2 separate regions of the Hordeum vulgare genome follow, and region 2 is linked to region 1. The links are chromatin contacts, called in public Hi-C maps. All regions are on one chromosome and are shown on one strand. Each heading gives the region's core, a stretch centred on a gene start, on an enhancer-like site or on the middle of the called end of the contact. The rest is flanking DNA. Distances are from core to core; before and after follow the strand shown. Region 1 has its middle 12 kb from the start of LOC123401607. Region 2 holds the start of LOC123401618 (mitogen-activated protein kinase kinase 5-like).

Region 1 (5,624 bases), core at 1,838-4,337:
ATCCAACCCAGTTAACAACAAGTAATCTGTACAGAAAGTAATATGTACATGTCTACACGAGACCACCGACTCCTCCGAAAGGAAATAGATCGACCCCTCCCATCTCTTCGTTTCTCAAAAGTGTGTGGCGGAGGGAGTTGGAGGGGATTGAGGGGAGACGGCGAGTGAAGGAACTGGGCGACCAGAGGCTGGCTGCTGGCCGGCGGCCAGCGAGGGGCGCAGTCTACTCGTCCCATCCTTCCTCTCTGTGAGCAATTCCTTCGGTAAAAGATTGCATGCTATATAACTAATCTGGGCTACTCAGGATTGATATGACTAGATGATGAGATTGCTTATTAAATAAGTGAACATGTTCCTTCGGATATTTAGGGGATTTTCCATTAAGGATTGATATGAATATATGAACTTGTTGTGGAGGCCTATAGCCTGTAGGCGTACGTGCCGATTTCTCTGTTTCATCAGCTTGTACGTGCCCTCAAAGGGAATGTTGTTCATGTGGTGATCTTGTACACTATAAAGAAAAAAAATGGCTGTTGGAAATTATAGAAACGGTAACTATGTAAGACGTCGCAACCTGCAATATTTCTACCTCCTGGTTGCCTCATAAGATGCAAATTTATTGATGTGTGATTTGTGGTTTTTCTGCTCGTGTAAGGGGAAGAAATAGTATATCACTGATTCCATTTTACTTAACTGTAGACTTCATATTTGATAATACATATATGCAGCTCGTGGTAGCTCGTTTTCTAATTTGATTGTGTGACAATCACGTTCATGGACATGACGAATCCTCTACTTATCTAAACAAGGCCAACTTTATGATGGACATGGAAGTTATTCAAGGCAATTGATGCTAACAATATTATTGGAATATTTATTGTAATGTAGTCGGTATGTTCTTCACAGCATTGTCCGTATGTTCCACCTGACCATCTCTATTCTTGCAAGCTTTCAATTTTGAATATATTCACATTTCATAAATAAGTTTATTTTAATCACAAATTCATTTTTTATGTTGTAGTGTCTTCTAGGACTTTGGCAACGTGGTGAGTTTGCCTTTGTGCAAAGCTCATTATGTCTGTTTTTCGCAAAGTTTAACAAGTGAGAGATGCTTTTGACCGTGGCAAAAAATGTTAAGTGAGAGATGCTTTTGACCGTGGTGGAAGAAATTGCACAATGACACCTGGTATGAATAGCTTTACTTTAGATTACACTTCTTGTAGTGCTTATGTTTTAACTTTATTTTTAATGTGGATTTGTTGTTTGAAAGATTGATGTTATATTATACGTTATGTATCTGAATACCCGAATTTTCATTTTCTAGATTATAGAGTTAGACTCAACTTGCCCAGGCTCCAAAAAAGTTCGGGCTCCGCCACTGCCCCAGCAATCATAATGGGTTGGACGCATCAGATTAGGACCCATGGATCAAGGGTCCGGTGGGTCGTTGGGTCCATGCGGAAGAGATCAACCTAACAATGTTTTCCATGTTGATTTTACCCATCGGTTTAAATCAAATCTCACGGCGAGGTAAAGTATCATGTGTTTAGTGAGGCGAGCTTGCCGATACACGAATAAATTTTGTGACTGATGGATGGCGTAGAGCCATAGAGCCTCATCTGTCGGCCGGGTGAGGTGAAGGTACCCTCGTGCGTGCCAATTGCAAGCTCCTTTTCTCCCGATGTCAGCGTGGGGTTAACTGAATTACTGTGCCGGAACCCCACGCCTCGGTGTCTCACTCCGCATTGGTTTTATTTATATCCCCACGCCATGTCGTCGTCGGCGAGCGGCTTCGTGCGCTGAACCTTGCCGACGCCCGATCAGCCCGGCCCCGCGCGCGCCCCGCAAGTGCAGCAATGCAACAAAAACCGCCGTACGTGCGCCCACGCAGCGCACGGCGGCGCACGGCTCCAGGGCTCGCCGCCCCGTCCATCCAGCCAGCCGTCTCGCCCGTCGGTACGTCGCCGTGGATCGCAGGGCAGCCGCCGACTGATCGACCTCGACTAGGCGGCATCAAATCGGAAAAGGCGTCCGGCTCCGTGTCGGCATCGCATATGTAGGTGACGCCCGGCCACTCTCATCCTTGTCCCTGGATCGGGGCCCCTCCGTCACGGTTCACGACACGACGCCACGGCCGTCGCCGTCGTCCACGACGCCCCGTGCGTCTGCGATGTGGCCGCCCGCTCACCGAAGCCGGGAGACAGACGTACGCCTGCCGATGCGCGGGACGCACGCACGCACGCACGCACCGGACACGCCGCCCAGAAGCGACGGACATGGACAGGGCGTACGTGCGTACTAGAGTTTTTAATTTGTTTCGCCGCTCCATGGGCTGGAAGGATGCACGCACGGCCGTTCCGGCCGGCCATCACCGGAGCAGCGCCTAAGTACGTAGCGTGCTGCCGAGGCGAGCGAGTGACGGACCGGTGAGGTGATGCCAGCGTCGCGCTCGCGCCCTTCATCACCCTTCCCTACGTCGGCAGCAAGCCTCCATCATCGCCGCTGGAATTTGCCGTCACGACAGCTACATTTCTTTAGCACAATCGCGACAGTTACATGCATGTATGTAGGCGCATTTACTTTCTCCTTGTTTAATCGGCAATTTCCCTTTTATTCCAGGGCATGGAAAACGGCCTTTCGATCGGGACGCATGAAAGGAGATTTTGTTTTGTTTCACGACAGCTCGTGGTTGTGGGTCCTTGAGTTTTAAAAAACTGCTGCGAATATGATCTTGTGTGAAAAGATTATGTCATGACGACGAATCGCGGGTGGAGCTGCTGCCTCATTGACGCCGATAGCTAGATATATGCATGATAATTCGCATACGTACATACGCCGAAAGCTAACGGAACCAATTGCCCTGCCACTAGCCAGCTCTTATCAACATCCATAAAGCATGTGGCAAAAACACCCATAAAGCATGTGGTAAAAGGTTATTATCCTGCCAATTTTATCCATTTGCACGGACGGCATCATGAGCTAAAGTTTTTTGGAGCATCTCGATTTGTTACGGTATTCGTCGCCATCGGAACGCCGCCGTGGATCGCAGGGCAGAACCACGGACTGATCGACCTCGACTGGCGGGTGGCGAGCATTGAACTGGAAACGGCGCCTGGTTCCGCGTCGGCATCGACCGCACGTAGTACGTAGGTGCCCTTCATCACTCGCCCGACATCGGCAAGAAAATGCTGTCAATTGAATTACCTTCTCCTCTGTCGAATGCGTGAAGCTGCAACGAAACTGAAAAATGAACAATGAGAGGGCGACAGTATAACAAACCAAAACATATTCCCTTTTTTCTTTCGGGGCATGGAAAGCAACCTTCCGATCACGACGCATGGATGAAGTTTTCTGTTTTTATTCTACAGCAAGCCTTGTGGGCCGGGCCTTGAAATTTTAAAATTGTTGCGGATATGATCTTTGTACGAGAAGATTATGTAATGACGACGAATAATCACGGGGAGGGAGTTGCTAGTTCATTGATTGACGTCGATAGCTAGTTATGCATGATAATGTGCATACACATATGCCGAAAGCTACTACAACCAGTTGCCATGCCACTAGCCAGATCTTATCAACACTCTTAAAGCATGCGGTAAAAAGGTTATCATCAGGCGGCGGCAACAGGAGCTACTGATTTTCTAGGGTGATTGTTATGCTCAACGAGGTACGTCCCCACAGAAGCACAGCCGCATTAGAGATATGATATCCTCACCCGTCTACTTGCATCTTCTTCAGTATTTTCTCCCGTGAACGTGGATGTATCGTATGTATATGGTTCCCAAGTCACTGGTTTTGGTTTGGAAGACGGGCTACGTACCCGCCGGCGGTTTTGCTCGCCATGCTGTCGCTGTTCCACGATGCTGGCTGACTGCGTGCATAACAACCCATTTTCTGATGATTGATGGAATCATGAGAGGAACGAGTTCGTCATTTATAATTTGCCGAAGAAACGTTATCGTGAGAGGAACCGGACACCGAGCGAGCTGTGCATATCTTGTTTAGACGGACGTACATGTATTGTCAACCCTGATGGTCACTCCTCCGCGTGCGGTTAGACGATGTCACGATCGGATATCCGCCGGCGCCCCCACTGCCACGAGGCGTGCTATCCCGATCGGTGGTGTGGAGTCTGAGCGCTCTTTCGGCTGGGATCATGATCCTTGCATGGTTTTTCTTTTGCGATTTGTTGCAGGGCATGAATGCATGCACCTGCCTTTGTCATCGACGTCTCATCTTGTATGCATTTGCACTGCACCAGCCGGCCGGCGTGGTAAGCCGCCGGGACCCAAAATAAAAAAGCGTTCAAATCAGCACATCTTGATGGCTGATGCTCGACCAAGTATAACAGCATCTTCACGAGGCGCCTAAAAAGCCTCACACGCTAAAACTCATCATTTTTTCGCATACGAGACAAAAGAAAAATAGCGTTCTAACAGATGTTGTAAAATATAACATGATCAAAAAACTTTAGCGTTAAAGCGTTATCCTGGAAAGCAACTAGTTAGTGAACACTCCTTCGAAAGCCTCGCAGCGATCACTCTCGCGCGTCGTCATTGGGCGCGTTCTCAACCTGCGCCACGTATAGCACTCTGAACGTTCCCTTCGTATATTTCTTTTTTAATTTTTCGCAGGTTTTTTCGGCATTTTAGAGTGATTTTTTCCGAGTTTTTTACGCACGGCCGTGCCTCTAGGAAAGGGTAAAAACACGTTTTCTGCCCTTTTTTTTCGTGAAAGGCACGGTTTTTCTATCGCGAGAGGCACGGCCGTGCCTTTCGAAAAGAAAAAAAAAACGTGTTTTCTCTTCTCACTCTTTTTTCCGCGAGAGGCAGGTTTTGCTATCACGAGATGCACGGCCGTGTCTCTCGGAAAGAGGAAAAACGCATTTTCTGCTCTCTTTTTTCCCGCGAGAGGCACGATTTTGCTATAGCGAGAGGCACGACCATGACTTTCGAAAAGAAAAAAAATGCGTTTTCTGCTCTTTCTTTTTTCTGCGAGAATCATGGTTTTGCTTCCGCAGGCACGGTTTTGGTATCGCGAGGTCGTGCCTCTCGAAAAGGGGGGAAACGTGTTTCTGCTTTTTTTTTCGCGAGATGCACGGTTTTGCTACCGCGAGATGCACAGTTTTGTTATCGCGAGAGGCACAACCGTGCCTCTCGAAAAGGAAAAAAACGTGTTTTCTGTTTTCTTTTTTCGCGAGAGGCACGGTTTGCTATCGCGAGAGGCACTGTCGTGCCTCCGGAAAAGGGTAAAACGCCGATTTTTTCGTCCGTTTTTTTTCGTGAATTTATTTTTTTGTCAAAACCTATCAAAATGGGATCTAGTTTTTGAAGATCTCGACGCAAGAAACCCAACGGTGGAAATAGTTCAAGATTTAAACGCACGGTTTAGAAGATAAAACATTTTAAAAATACGGATCTACGGAAAAAGAAAAAACTCATAGGTTGCGACAAGTGGCACGCATGTAGTGCGCAACTTGTCGCAATCTAGAGAGGTGGGAGTAATCATTGAAAGGTGTACTTCTTAACTAGTGATTTCGGTTATCATGGGTTGCAAATTTCTTATGTTGAATTGTGCGCCCCATAAAATCTGGGCTGCTGCCGATGGGCCTTCGGTTTGGTCGT
Region 2 (5,624 bases), core at 968-3,467, 160 kb after region 1:
AGTAGGGCCAAGAAAACAAAACCTAGAATATGGTACAATGAAAAACTTGAGCAACCACATCACCAGTGTGTATGTCAATGTGCTTTAAGAATCGGCAGCAATTCAGAGAAGCATTGTTGAGCTTGCACATTACACATGCAAGGAATTTCAGGTACCACAGAAACTCACACAAAAGGATCATTGCATGTTGCAAACAAGAGAAGTGCAAATTCTGCATAGTTGCTGCACTTATCAAAGGGGAAAATACATTTGCTATTAAGAAGATGAGACTGCAGCACACTCGCCATACGAGTACGGAGTTATCTTGGGTTAGTACAAAGTGGCTTGCAAAGACCAATGAGTCATTGTTCAGATATGATCCAAGCACTAGCATAACCACTCTGATTGACAGCTGCCAAGAGAATTATGGTGTTGATGTGCCCAGGCACATGGCCTATAGGGCCAAGAACCTTGATGTGGAAGTTGTATTAGGAGAACACATGCGACAGTATCCTAGGCTTAGGGACTATGCTCAAACCATTATGGATACAATCCCTGGAAGTAGAGTTGTTGTGGCAACAATTACTCCAAAAGCTATAACAAATAGACCACATCATGGGCCAAGGTTTCATGCTATGTTCTTCTGCATAACTGGACCAATAGAGGGATTTCTCAATGGATACATGTCATTCATTGGGTAGTGACATGTTTATTTCCTTTATATACAATGCTTGTAGATCACACCATGTGAATGATACATATTTACTTAAAAGTTTGCTTGTTTCAATAAATAGGTGTTAATGGATGCTTTATTAAGATGAATATTTGTGCTCAAATCTTAGCTGTCGCTGGGAGAGATGGAAATAATAACATATTCCCATTAGCATTTGTTATGGTTGGACAACAGGACACAACAAACCGTTGTTGGTTTCTACACCAACTCAAGATATGTATGAGAGGTGAATATGGAAAATATGACCGTTACACAATCATGTCTCATAGACAGAAGGTATGCATGCATATTCCTATTTATATTTATGTTGTATCATCAATACTCTAGTAGCTTAGTATATTATATTATATGAATAGGGGCTACTAAATGCAGTAAATCAAGTCTTTCTAAACTACCATCAAAGAATTTGCAGCATCACCACGGTGAAAGGGAAGGCGGGCTCGCGGGCTTCGAAAGAGGGGGGGGGGTGGGGGGAGCGAACGGGGTCGAACCATCATCACGATGACAACAACGACGACGGTTAATTGCCCTTTAATAATAGAGATTTAGAAAGACGTGTTGTCCAAAAGAATGGTGGCCGCCCGCCAGCTCGGGTATAATTTCTGAAAAGTAGTGCCTGCCATCGTGAACCACATGGCTCTTTACATGTACTTCATGCACTCTGAATTAATAGTGCATGACAAAACAAATCAACACAATCACATGTATGAGAGTTAATGATGTGGGACAAAACAAAATCCCGGTAACGGTCGATACAAGCGCACGTGCCAAAATAATCATGCAAGCTGTCTTCTACAACGAAAATCGTAAATGAGGGCATATACATGGATATTCCGTCGACCTGAAAACGAGACTTTATGCCGCGTTAGAGGGAGTAAATATACACACCACAAATCCCAAAAATTCTATGTCCTCGCATGGCTCTCATACGATAACCATAGGTTTATATGTTTTGCAGGATGATCACATGCCCATTTTCATTTTAGAGAAACACGATACAAAGGCAGGCACTCACTTGTTTGGGATATACACGTAGTACTAAAATTTCCTCTTTGTTATGTGTGACGTGGTAGAGATGTGCCCAAGTGAACGTCGTTCCGGAATCGCAGAGCAACGGAGGCGACGGCCGGCCGGGAGCAAGGATGGAACGGACACGGCAAACCAGCGGGACGGAGCGGAACGGCCATCGGTGAGCGAAAAGCGGGGAGAAAAGAAAAGAAAAGAGAGCCGTGAGAAAGAAAGTTGCTTCTTTTATTACCGGCCCGTCCCCCCGGCGTCACGGCTGCATCTCCCTCGGCTCAGAGCAGAGCTCCCTGGCCTCCGTCTCTCCCCGTCCCTTGGCCTCCCCCGCGCCTATAAAAAACACTCGCCTCCCTCCAATCCCTCTTCCCCGACCCGATCGATCCCACCCCCACCCCACCCCACCCCGCGAGCCTCATACGGCGACAATCACCGACGCCGACCGATCCGCCCGCCGCGCGGACCGCAGGGCGAGCTAGCCTCGCGTTTCCAGCCGGCCAGAGCGCGCGATGCGTCCGGGCGGGCCGCCGAACGCGCGCCCGGGGCTGCAGCCGCAGCAGCCGGGCACGCCGGGGCGTGCGCGGCGCCGGCCGGATCTCACGCTGCCTCTGCCGCAGCGCGACCTGACGTCGCTCGCCGTGCCGCTGCCGCTTCCCCCGCCCCCGTCCTCCGCGCCGTCGTCCTCGGGCTCGGGGTCGGGGTCCGGCGGGGCGTCGTCCATGCCCATGCCCATGTCCATGACCCCGCCCAACTCGGCCGGCTCCGCGCCGCCCGCGCCCCCGCCGCTGGACGAGCTGGAGCGCGTGCGCCGCGTCGGGAGCGGCGCCGGCGGGACGGTGTGGCTGGTTCGGCACGCGCCCACGGGCCGCGCCTACGCGCTCAAGGTGCTCTACGGGCACCACGACGAGGCCGTCCGGCGGCAGATCACGCGGGAGATCGCCATCCTGCGCACCGCGGAGCACCCGTCCATCGTGCGGTGCCACGGCATGTACGAGCAGGCCGGCGAGCTGCAGATCCTGCTCGAGTACATGGACGGCGGGTCCCTGGACGGGCGGCGCATCGCGTCCGAGGTGTTCCTGGCGGACGTGGCGCGGCAGGTGCTGTCCGGCATCGCCTACCTCCACCGGCGCCACATCGTGCACCGCGACATCAAGCCCTCCAACCTCCTCATCGACTCGGGGCGGCGCGTGAAGATCGCCGACTTCGGGGTGGGGCGCATCCTGAACCAGACCATGGACCCCTGCAACTCCTCCGTGGGCACCATCGCCTACATGAGCCCCGAGCGCATCAACACCGACCTCAACGACGGCAACTACAACGGCTACGCCGGCGACATCTGGAGCTTCGGCCTCAGCATTCTCGAGTTCTACCTGGGCCGCTTCCCCCTCGGGGAGAACCTGGGGAAGCAGGGCGACTGGGCGGCCCTCATGTGCGCCATCTGCTACTCCGAGTCGCCGGCGGCCCCGCCCACCGCGTCCCCGGAGCTGAGGAGCTTCATCAGCTGCTGCCTCCAGAAGAACCCGGCGAAGCGGCCGTCGGCGGCGCAGCTGCTGCAGCACCGGTTCATCGCCTCGCCGCCGCAGCAGCAGCCGCAGGTCCTCGCCGCCCCGCCGTGCTAACGGCCCGCCATAATAAATCAAGTTGGGATGGATCGTTGGACGGACGGTGGCCGGCGGCGAGACGTGGGATCTACGAGGAGCGGTGATCTTGATCGATCTTTCTTTCTTTCTTCCTCGTAGCCATTTTGGGTACTGATGAAGCCGGCACCACAAATTTACCCCATCCCTCCGCTCCCCTCCCCTGTTGTTGCTGTCGCTCCCGAAATTAAGCTCAAGCTTTTCTTTAGTTTCTGTTAATGTCAATTAAATGTTCCCTCCCCCCAAATGATTCTGATTCTACTTCTTCTGATGATGATATAACATGGGCTGTTGAGAATGCAATTTCTTGTTCCAAATTTGATGATGGGATGACGGCAGGAGAAGCTTCTTGGACGCCGAGGTGGATTCGGCCGGATCACCACCACCACCACGGACATATAAAAACGCAAGAAATTTTGAAGCGGGTGGGGGGGACCAGACCAAACCCAACAAACTTTAAATCAATCATCAGAACACTGCCTCTCCCTCTCCCCGATTGCTTCCTCCTCTGGCGTTCTTGGTGAATCCGAATCGCATCGGGCTTCCTCCCTCCTCCTCTTTATTCCCCTGAAAAAGACGGGCATAGATAGCCCGCAAGCAATCATGCAACACGCATCGCAGCAGCGGCAATAATGGCGGCGTCCATCCACAAATATTCCGGCACCGTCGGCTCCTTTTTCCTCCCTCCCTCACTCCTTTCGTTTCGGAGGGCCCTACCCGGTGGCTTTGGATGCTTGGATTTGGGCTGGATTCCGGTGGTCGTTTTTTGAGGGTTAATTCCTCCGCGATGGCGAGTAAAGGGGAGCGTACGAGAGTGTGGAAGCGGGGAGAGGGACCCGTGCTCGGAATGGCATGGAAATGGATAGATTTGTAGGCCTTCGAAAGGGGCGGCGCGCAGAAAAGGAGTGGCGAGGCGAGCTCCATCCCCCATTAATGGAGGCAGCGCATGTGGCGTGGAGCTTTCCTTCCTTCGTGCTTGTTGGTACGTTACGTACTCGCTGTACGTACGTTTCCCATTAACTCCCGACGCTGGATGGCCGGGAATATGCACGTAAAGTAAATAGTGCGCTGGGTGCTGCATCCTGCAGTAAGTGGAGACACGCTTCTTCTCGTGGACACCCATGCATTGTCCACTGTCACGCCAACTCCAACGCATCCCAAATTAACTACCGTTTTGTTCCAATTTTATCCGTGCCGATATAACAATGGGTCGGCGTCCGTCATTTTTTTTACCGTTTTCTTCCAATTTTATCCGTGCCGATATAACAATGGGTCGGCGTCCGTCATTTTTTTTACCGTTTTCTTCCAATTTTATCCGTGCCGATATAACAATGGGTCGCATTCCCATTTTTTTCAGCGCGTGGACACATTTGATCCGTCACGACTGACTTTTTTTGCCACATTTGTTTTATTTTAACAATAATATTTTGATACATTGAAATACATTCATCAATTCTTTGCTAGAAAAGAAACGCAAAATAATACTGCAATTAGTCATCTCAAACAGATAATCCATAACTCTTTTTATTAGTTGGATTAATATCTTCTTTATGATCTTCAAAGAAATGTTTTTTTATGTCTTCAATGTTGATCTGTAATTTTTTGACCTTGCACACATCTTTCTTCTTTAATTTTAAAGAAGTAACGTTGCTTTCCCTCTAGTCTCTTCTTTGATTCTAAAAAAGTAAATGTTGCCTTAATTCTAGCAAAGAATGCATGAGCATCTATCAAATTTTGTGTTATCAATAGATCAATGTCTTCTTTTTTTTCATACCAAAACTTGTATCGATTCTACACACAAATTTGAGACAAACAGTGAGGTAACAAAATTATCCGGTGAACAACCGAATCAAAAGAAACACATACCCCATTTTTTTTTTACTTGAAGAACACCCATTCGGAATGTTCTGATGTGATAGAACAGGCGCGCGACTTACGACAGGCAGTCGTTGCCATTTATGAGCGGCAATGGTGAGTCGCGATGAGCCCAGATGACGACCAGACGTGCCTTTGCCGGTGAACCACTGACGGGATAGATCCGAACGGCTAGAGTAAGAATCAATACTTCCATGTGGCGTGGAGGCCCTGTCGGGGTCTTGCAGTCCGGTTCTTTGCTAATCCATGGCAGGACGCACTCGCCGGTGGCCGGATGCACCAAATATCTGTGTGCTCTCGCGTGTTGGGTCACCTTTTGTATCCATTAATTCTCCGGATCATTTGGGGTTGTGGCTTGGCCTTCAGGACGGCAGACAGCA

What was found. Hi-C and Micro-C count contacts between places; a contact is called where the count stands out from the background.
Region 2: a Hi-C map of leaf shows a contact between it and region 1, with 6 times the contacts expected there. The contact joins the promoter of LOC123401618 here to the enhancer-like site in region 1. A contact is called at or near these places in 4 of 6 Hi-C or Micro-C datasets (leaf and seedling) and 1 of 1 datasets of contacts at active chromatin or transcription factors (embryo).

Annotation. Positions count from the first base shown.
Region 1 is chr6H:532,506,619-532,512,242 of MorexV3_pseudomolecules_assembly, forward strand. No RefSeq gene overlaps it. Among protein-coding and RNA genes, the nearest start is that of LOC123401607, 12 kb to the left of the region's middle. Within about 2 kb of position 3,088, at least 1 of the 3 cell types and tissues checked has open chromatin away from gene starts, as enhancers often do. A contact at or near this core is called in leaf, where this site is marked.
Region 2 is chr6H:532,670,674-532,676,297 of MorexV3_pseudomolecules_assembly, forward strand. It overlaps LOC123401618 (mitogen-activated protein kinase kinase 5-like), which reads left to right and starts at 2,218. Exons shown (of 1, transcript XM_045095454.1): 1 at 2,218-3,672. The coding sequence starts at 2,242. The coding sequence ends at 3,351.